Linked DNA regions of Mus musculus: region 1 is linked to region 2. A link is a contact called in public ChIA-PET data. All regions are on one chromosome and are shown on one strand. Each heading gives the region's core, a stretch centred on a gene start, on an enhancer-like site or on the middle of the called end of the contact. The rest is flanking DNA. Distances are from core to core; before and after follow the strand shown. Region 1 holds the start of Rhoc (ras homolog family member C). Region 2 overlaps Lrig2 (leucine-rich repeats and immunoglobulin-like domains 2).

Region 1 (3,881 bases), core at 506-3,005, 320 kb after region 2:
CCACGCCTCATTAAACTGTAGATAACAATAATGCCTCGTAAGAACTAAACATGGTATGGGTGGGGAAGGACAAGGTTCACATAATAAAGCTTCAAGAACTGTTAGCTATGTTCGACTGTCTGTTCTTCATTTAGACTGTAAGTTTGTTTGCTTATTTTTATCTATGTTTTGTTCAAGATAGGGTTTCTTTGTGTAGCCTTGGCTGTCCTAGAATTAGCTAAGTAGTTTTGGGACACTAGGGTGGCCTCAAACTCATAGAGATCCTCCTGCTTTGGTCTCTCAAGAGCTGGGATTAAAGGCATGCACCACCACTGCTGGGCTAGACTATACGTTATCTGAAGGCAGAGTTTCATGGTTAGTACATAGTTTTCAGTTCACATTCAACCAATGTTTACTGAATGAATTCAGAGGCCTGGTGGACAAAACACCCTTCACCTCAGTTATATGATTTATCAAATGTATGGTCCATGCTTCCAATCCTGAGTGAGTGTCTACGTATGTTGTCTGCCTGGATTTGAGACAGCTTCACTCCACAGCCTATGTTGGCCTGGAATTTGTGGTAACTCTGCCCCCTCGGGAGTGCTGAGATGACAGGCATGAACCACCCGGCCAGCTGCACCTGCAGTAGACTCCATATGACATACATTTATTCTGGGAAATACTTGTTGAAACCTATGACGAGCAGAGTTTGGTTGAATGGTACAGAGGGCAGGTAGGAGGGGGAGCATGGCAGGCAGCAGGCAGCCAGCACCTGCCTGGGTGCCTCACAGGCCTGCTTGTAAATTTGACTGATTTAGTTTTTGTAGCCCAGGATGGCCTGGAATTAACTCATAGAGATCCATCTGCCTTTGCTTCTTGTGTGTCATCGTGGCTCACCTCACTGGAAATTCCTGCTGTCACAAATAGTGAGAAACCACTTCTCTGGGCTTCATTTTCTTTACAGGCAAAAGGGAACGGGTATGGGTGAACTTATTCCAGAGTTAGAGACCTGTGTGTTTAAAGTATCCAGCACTAGTAAATAAAGCATTGGTAGATTTCCTTATACACCCATTTCTTTGGCTCTTTATAAGGAAGGAGATACAGGATCAGGTAAGTAACACCTCAGATTGGGATCAACAGCACAACAATACAATAGGAGTGTGAGGTCAGTTTCCAGCTGAGGACACGGCAGCACTTCCAGGAGTGTGCTCTTAACAGGACGTCGGGAAATTCCCAGCGAAGGAAGGAAGGGACTTTTAAGGCGATGGTGGCTGGGGACTGCAGATCACAAAAGGTCTCCAGGGCTCTGGATAGCGTCACGTTGCACTTACTGCAGTGATTCCTGGATAAGAGAGTGGGCAGCTTCTGTATAACCCATCCCCTCGGTCACGGGTAGGGTGTAGGAAATACTGGAGCTTCGAGGTCTGGATGGCCACGCGAGGGCAGCAGTGGCCCTCGCTGACCCCACCCTGGAAGCCGCTCAACTTTCCCGAAGCTGGTCCGCCCCCCACGGGTTGGAAGTGGGGCAGAGGCCGAGTTATCCGGGGTCCCACCCGCCCGCTCACCACCCAGCAATCCAGACATCTCCGGGCACAGTTCCTCCAGCTCCAGCCAGCCCTACGCCCCTTGCCGGGTCCTCAGCCGGGGTGACCTGCGGCCGCCCGGGGCCGGGAGCGGAGGCGGGCCAAGCTAAGGGCCGCCCCCGTCGACCCCCCCCCCCTTCCCTTGATGGACCCGCCCCAGAGCGGTGCTGGAGAGTGGGGCGGGGCCCGGGTCAGTCTCAGCCTCCGGCACTGGCCGCGCAGCTGGAGGCGGTGGAGCCCAAGGTACCGGGGCCCCAGCTGGTGGGTGGCGAGGCGTCGTGGGAACTGACCTCGGAGGAGAGCACTTTCCCGATTCCCGGATCGCTCCGGGAGCGGCTTGGGGGGCGGGGGGTGTTCCGGGCCAGGCAAGAGAGAGCGCCCCAAGCTGTGGGCCAGGCGCTCTAGCCTTCCAAGCTCTCGAACCAGAGCCCAGAGTCCTTCCCTTTCTGAGTCTTTCCTTTCTGGACCTCCCTAGCTGGGCCAGGGACACACTTAGATCTCCGTGAGCGACTCAACCCAGACGCTCCAGTTCCGGGCAGGGAGTAAGAAACAGGGCCTCAGGCTGGCTAGGGGTGGGAGTTCTGGCCTGGGATGGGGAATGGCGGGAATAGGGATGGGATGTGACCACTGGAGGCTGCTACTGCTTGGCGGGTCTGGACGCCGCCCTAGACGGGTTTTGGAGCTGATCTGAGCTGAGAGGTTGAGAAGACTAGGAAAGATCCCGCTCCTGTGTTGTGTATATGTGTCTGAGAGTGAAGGGGGGTGGGGAAGAACAAAACACCCCAATCCCCAACTCTTCCTCGTACCCTCTTGGGAAGTTAGGGAGTGTTAGGGAATTGGGCTGAAAGCTGGAGTCCAGCTCTTCCTTGACTTCTGGCTTTAAAGTTAAGGAAAAGGTGTTGCCCGAAGAGTGATTCCTCGCCTAGATCTCGGGGGGAGCAGAGTACAAAGGCCTGTTGGATCACCTGGGAAATCAAGAGAATAAGGAAGGCTAGTGGCTTGTCCTAGGGAAGGTCCCAGAAGTTCCAGACCCCTCTCCCGGCCCTGGGTGAAGTTTTCGTTGTCTCTCTTAGGGTTAGTGGGGCAGTTCCGCTGGAGCCGCCTTTCACAGGGAGTGTTAGCCAGGCCATCCATGCCATGTTGGCCTTCGGCCTAATGTCCCGGCTTGGCCTGAGTCCCCAATTATTCTGGCCTAAGCAGAGCCTAGATGCAAAGTCTTCGGAGCTGGAGGCTCTAACACAGCCACGAAGTTCCGGCCTCTGCCTCCCACCATCAGATGCTCAGCCGCCTTGCTGCTGTGGGACAGCCGGGGCTCACGCATGGGGATGTGACTAGTGTTTAAGTGTCCTAGGGATCACGCTCCATCCACACTGCCCACCCTGGCTTGGGGCTGTCCCCGCCAGCCTGTGTACAGCTAGACTGGTTGAATTAATGGGAGTAGGTGGGGAAGTTGGAGGAAATCCTGTGGGTTACCTGGATATACCTCTCAGACCTCATTTTTGAAGGAGATATGCAGCATAGCGAATGCCTTCTTCCCAGTCTTTCGGGGGTACCAGGGAAAGCCCCTTGAGATGGGGGGTGGTAAGTGTGGCTGTGCATACGCAACTCCTATAAATTCTCTGTGACTCATGTCCTCTTTCCTCACATCCCAGTTTTGTGTGTGTGTGTGTGTGTGTGTGTGTGTGTAGGTGTAGGGGAGGGAGGAACCACCCAGGCGCCTGATGCTGAAAAGAATCAGCCTGGGGCTGGAGTACTCTGCTTCCTAAAAGGCAGGCACAGGCCAGGGTTTGAGGTGGTTTGTAGGGAGCTAAGAGTTGAGCAGAGCCAGACAGGATGTGGGACTGAAAGGCAAAGCCAAGTTTGGGGCTGAGCTCAGGTTACTGTGCCCTTCTTAACTGCTCCCTGCCTGGTCAAAAGCTTAGACTGATCCTCACTAGTCCTTTCTTTGGAGGCTCCTCCCAGCCCAGGCTCTGGTTCCCTCCCCCACAGCCTTCGCTTCATCTCTACTCTGTCTGGCATGATCCTTGCCAGGCTGTGTAGGTCTGGAGACCTCACTGACCCGGTCAGCTCCCTGTGGTCTGAACTGCTCGTTCACGTGTGCTGGGGTGTAGGACACATATAAACTCTGAGAAGCTGACTCCTTCCTTATCTTGAGTCACAGGGAGGTGTCTGCTGGGCCTAAGGGTCAGCTGGTCACAAGGAGGAAGGGGCTGTTCCAGAGAGTGGGTGGAGGTGATTCCCGAGTGGGTTTAGCTCCGTCACAGCAATGCTGTGATAGATGTGTGGCTCCCCACAGTGTGGTCATTGTCCCCTGTCAGG
Region 2 (3,938 bases), core at 996-3,495:
CCGTTCTGTCCCAAGAGTGTTAGACATAAGGCAGGTATATTTTCCAGCATCTTCTAGCCCAGCATCTACAATGATGAGAAGCTGATTGGCTGCAGCAAAGAAGTGTCGTTCTGTTACTAGGAGTGGCCCATCATCCTTGGTCCAATTGAGGCGAGGAGCAGGACTTCCTCCAGCGATGCACTGCAATACCGCTGTCTCACCTCGGGTGACGGTCTTGTCCTCCAGAGGCCTAATAAACGAGGGTGTCTCTAATGGGAGAAGGTTAAAAATACTGTTAGGAAATGTATAGCCTAAGTCCTGTAGAATGAGACTATGAAAAGTATGATGAAATGTACAGTTTAATGAGGATCAAAAGACTCAGAACAGAAAAGATCTAAATGTGAACTGACGGTGGTGATACAGGCTATAATAGTTTACAGCCATCCAGGCACCTTAGCAAGTAAGTAAAGTAGAAAAAAAAGAAAACAAAGCACAGCAAGATACTAGCTTGGCACAACACCGGCCTGGTACACATGCCAGTGTGTGAGTGAGCACACCACTGGCCTGGTACACAAGTCAGTGAGTGAGCACTGGGGATTTCTAATGTTTTTGAGGCAGGTTCTCAACTATATACTCCAAGCTGATCAAGAACTCTTGACCCTTCTGCCTCAGCATCCAAGTTAAGAAACTTATTTTAAAGGTTTTTGACAGCCAGGTCAGAGTGGCTCACCTGTAAGACATGGGTTCTCCAGGCCAACCTGGATCATAGAGAGACTCTATCTTTAAAAAAGAAGAGAGAGAGAGGAGGAGGAAGAAGAAGAGGAGGAAGAGGAAGAGGAGGAAGAGGAAGAAGAGGAAGATGAAGAATAAGAAAAGTTGGAAGAAAAGGAGGAAGAGAAGATGGCCCTATAAAACTCTGATGTCTAAGAAAACAGAGACCTGGACAGCATAATTTGCCTTGGGTTGAGTTACATAAAGAACCATGTTTTAACTAAGAATAACAAGGCACACAGTTATAATCCCAGCACTTAGAAAACACATATGAATTAAAATGTTACAGGGGAAACTTAAAAGAATAAGGGATCCGGAGCTTGTTATAAAGATCTATGCCCTGGGAATGTTCTAAGATGTATGTCACTTAACCCACTAACACCTTCAGCTGACATACCCTGACTAAAGTACAAAAATAAGAACAACAACATAAGCCTGATGGTGGTGGCACAAGACTTAATCCCAGTACTTGGGAGGCAGATGTAGGCGGGTCTTTGAGTTCAGGGCCAGCCTGATCTACAGAGTGAGTTCTAGGACAGCTGAGGCTACGCAGAGAAACCCTGACTTGGAAGGAAAAAAAATAACCAAAACCTCCAAATTGTTTTTCTTGCCTTTCTAAGCCATGCATAGGTCTCAGAGGCTCCAGTAAACAGCAGTCCTAACAAAGAAAGCATACCTAACACTGTGAGTGAGGCGTTTGCTGAGAGGCCTCCTGCTATATTCTGTGCCATGCAGCTATAGATTCCCATATCTTCTATCTTCACATTGGCAATGAAGAAGACATCATCCTCAGGCATGACATGCATGCGTCTTTCTCGGGCTGCAGGAAAATCAGTGCCACCATCCTTCTGCCAGGAAATCTGAGGTGTAGGGTGCCCCTCTGCAGCACATTCTAATCTTGCCATGGCACCAGTGCGAATAGTTAGATCCATTGGAGTTTTCAAAAAAGACGGCATCTCTGTTCCAAAAACAGTACAGAGAAAGTAGGCAAAAGGAAAACACACATGGACACAAATCTAGCAGGCAGAATTCTGATGTAAAATGCACTATTTCTTTGAGAAACCATATTCTCTGAACTGACAACACAGCGTTGGCAACAGTCTTTCCTACCAGCCCATCAGTATGTGCAGAAAAGTAATACTTCTAGAATACAAGCCATACCCATTCACCATGCTGATGGAAAGAAGGAAATCAGAAAACCAAAAGCTTTTTTGAATGACAGTTTAGAATTCGGTGCTTATTATTCCTCTTTCACTTAGGACAATCAAGTGATGCTTCCCAATCTAACAAGAGCAGATGTTAATAGAACCCGTTTTTGTTTTGTTTCTTTAATTATGTTTTTTTTAAACCTGATTTAGGAAACATCAGAGTGGGTTGTACAGCTGAAGCGTTGTCTCAGTGGTTAAGAGCAGGTGTTGCTCTTGCGGGACTCAGGTCCAACTCCCAGCACCCACAGGGCAGCTTACAACTGTCTGATACTTCAGTCCTGGGAGATCCAATGCCCTCTGTAGGCCTTTGTGGGTACCAGGCATGCATGTGGTGCAAACATAAATGAAGGTAAACCACTAATACCCACAAAACAATAAGATAAAATCTTAAAAAAAGAAAACAGAGCTAGAAATGTTAAAAAAAAAAAAAGAAACACAGGCACAGGGCACACGTACATTGCTCTGCTGTAGCACAGGAGTTACTCAATCTCACAGTAACAGACAGACCAAGCTGCTTTAGAAAAGGTTTTACAACTACCAGGAGAGCTTTATTTTCAAAATGATTTTGGCTATATCCAGAGAGCTACAGACACGACTAGACCCAGAGATGTCCTAAACACCCTCAAGTGTAAACAGTATGAGAGAAAGGAAATCATACTTTTCTGAGAATTGTGGTTTTGGAAAGAAACTGAGACCACAAAAGACTGTCTTTTAACAAACAGAAAAGGAAGTCAAGTATCTCCTAGGGCAAAGGAGAATGCAGGCCAGTGGGCACAAGTGCACCCCTTCCATGTGCCACAGTCACGAGAAAGTAACACTAAGGGCTCCCTCCAAACCTGGGGTATGATCCAATTTTCTTGTCAATTTACATCTAAAATGATTTATAATTGAGACATAATTTAGATGTAAAAAATACTTCAAAGTACTTTTTCCCAACAGCATAGCCAGACAGGCATGGTGATTATTCTAGAAATACATTAAAAAAAAAAAAGCATTTTAAAAGTCCAGTAGCACAATTCCTTACCATTTACAGTCAATTTGGCTTTCTGAGAATAATTAGAACCAAAGTGATTAGTAACAATGCACTGGTATTTCCCTTCATCTGTGAAGTTCACACTGAAGAGGCGCAAGACACTAGTATATTCTAGAGCTTCTCCATCCTGCTGCCGATAACGAACAAAATTCTCAATATCCACATCATACAGGATCTCACTGTCCTTGCGCCATATGGTGGACATGGGTGAATCGCTGCTGCTCACTGCAGTGCACGTCAGTGTCACATTAACACCTCTTAATGCAATTGTGCTTTCAGGGTGTGTCCTTATCTGAGGCTTCAGAAAATCATCTAAAGGGAATAAATGCAACAGTGGCCAAGTCAGTTACATATTTTACCTCAAACCTGATTTTACAACAAAGACTGTAACACTGTAAACTTCTCTCTCTCTCTCTCTCTCTCTCTCTCTCTCTCCCTCCCTCCCTCCCTCCCTCTCTCTCTTTCTTTAAGATTTACTTATTTACTTAATGTATATGAGTACACTGTAGCAGTATACACCAGAAGAGGGCATCAGATCCCATTACAGATGGTTGTGAACCACCATGTGGTTGCTGGGAATTGAACTCAGGAAGAGCAGTCAGTGCTCTTACCCGCTGAGCCATCTCTCCAGCCATGTATGTTTCAGCCCCAGGAGCTATGTTAAGATTGAAGGAGATTCTAGAGCTGGAGTCTAATCTCTTGCTTAAAGCTGAGGAAGATGAACTCCAGAAGTCAAATAGCTTGCTCAAAGGCATCAGGCAGTGACAGAAGGTGTGCTAGAACTCAGGTTCTGGACCTCAGCACCTAGTGCTCTTCCACCATCCCTCAGGACTCTTCCATGTTTACTATGCATTACCAGTGGGTGATGGAGAGAAACCTTCTATAAGAATTTCAAGGTAAGTTCTAATGCTATCATGTCATATATATTTATGTCCTATAATGCTACA

What was found. ChIA-PET counts read pairs in DNA pulled down with a chosen protein or histone mark.
Region 1: an RNA polymerase II ChIA-PET map of memory CD8 T cells shows a contact between it and region 2, with 15 read pairs. The contact joins the promoter of Rhoc here to the enhancer-like site in region 2. A contact is called at or near these places in 3 of 115 datasets of contacts at active chromatin or transcription factors (large pre-B cells, memory CD8 T cells and neural tube).

What each region holds. Positions count from the first base shown.
Region 1 is chr3:104,787,279-104,791,159 of GRCm38.p6, forward strand. It overlaps Rhoc (ras homolog family member C), which reads left to right and starts at 1,756. Exons shown (of 5, transcript NM_007484.2): 1 at 1,756-1,805.
Region 2 is chr3:104,464,061-104,467,998 of GRCm38.p6, forward strand. It overlaps Lrig2 (leucine-rich repeats and immunoglobulin-like domains 2), which reads right to left. Exons shown (of 18, transcript NM_001025067.2): 13 at 2,983-3,303; 14 at 1,427-1,708; 15 at 1-248. Among named protein-coding and RNA genes, the nearest start is that of Lrig2, 46 kb to the right of the region's middle. Within about 2 kb of position 2,246, at least 11 of the 459 cell types and tissues checked have an H3K27ac peak or open chromatin away from gene starts, as enhancers often do. A contact at or near this core is called in memory CD8 T cells, where this site is marked.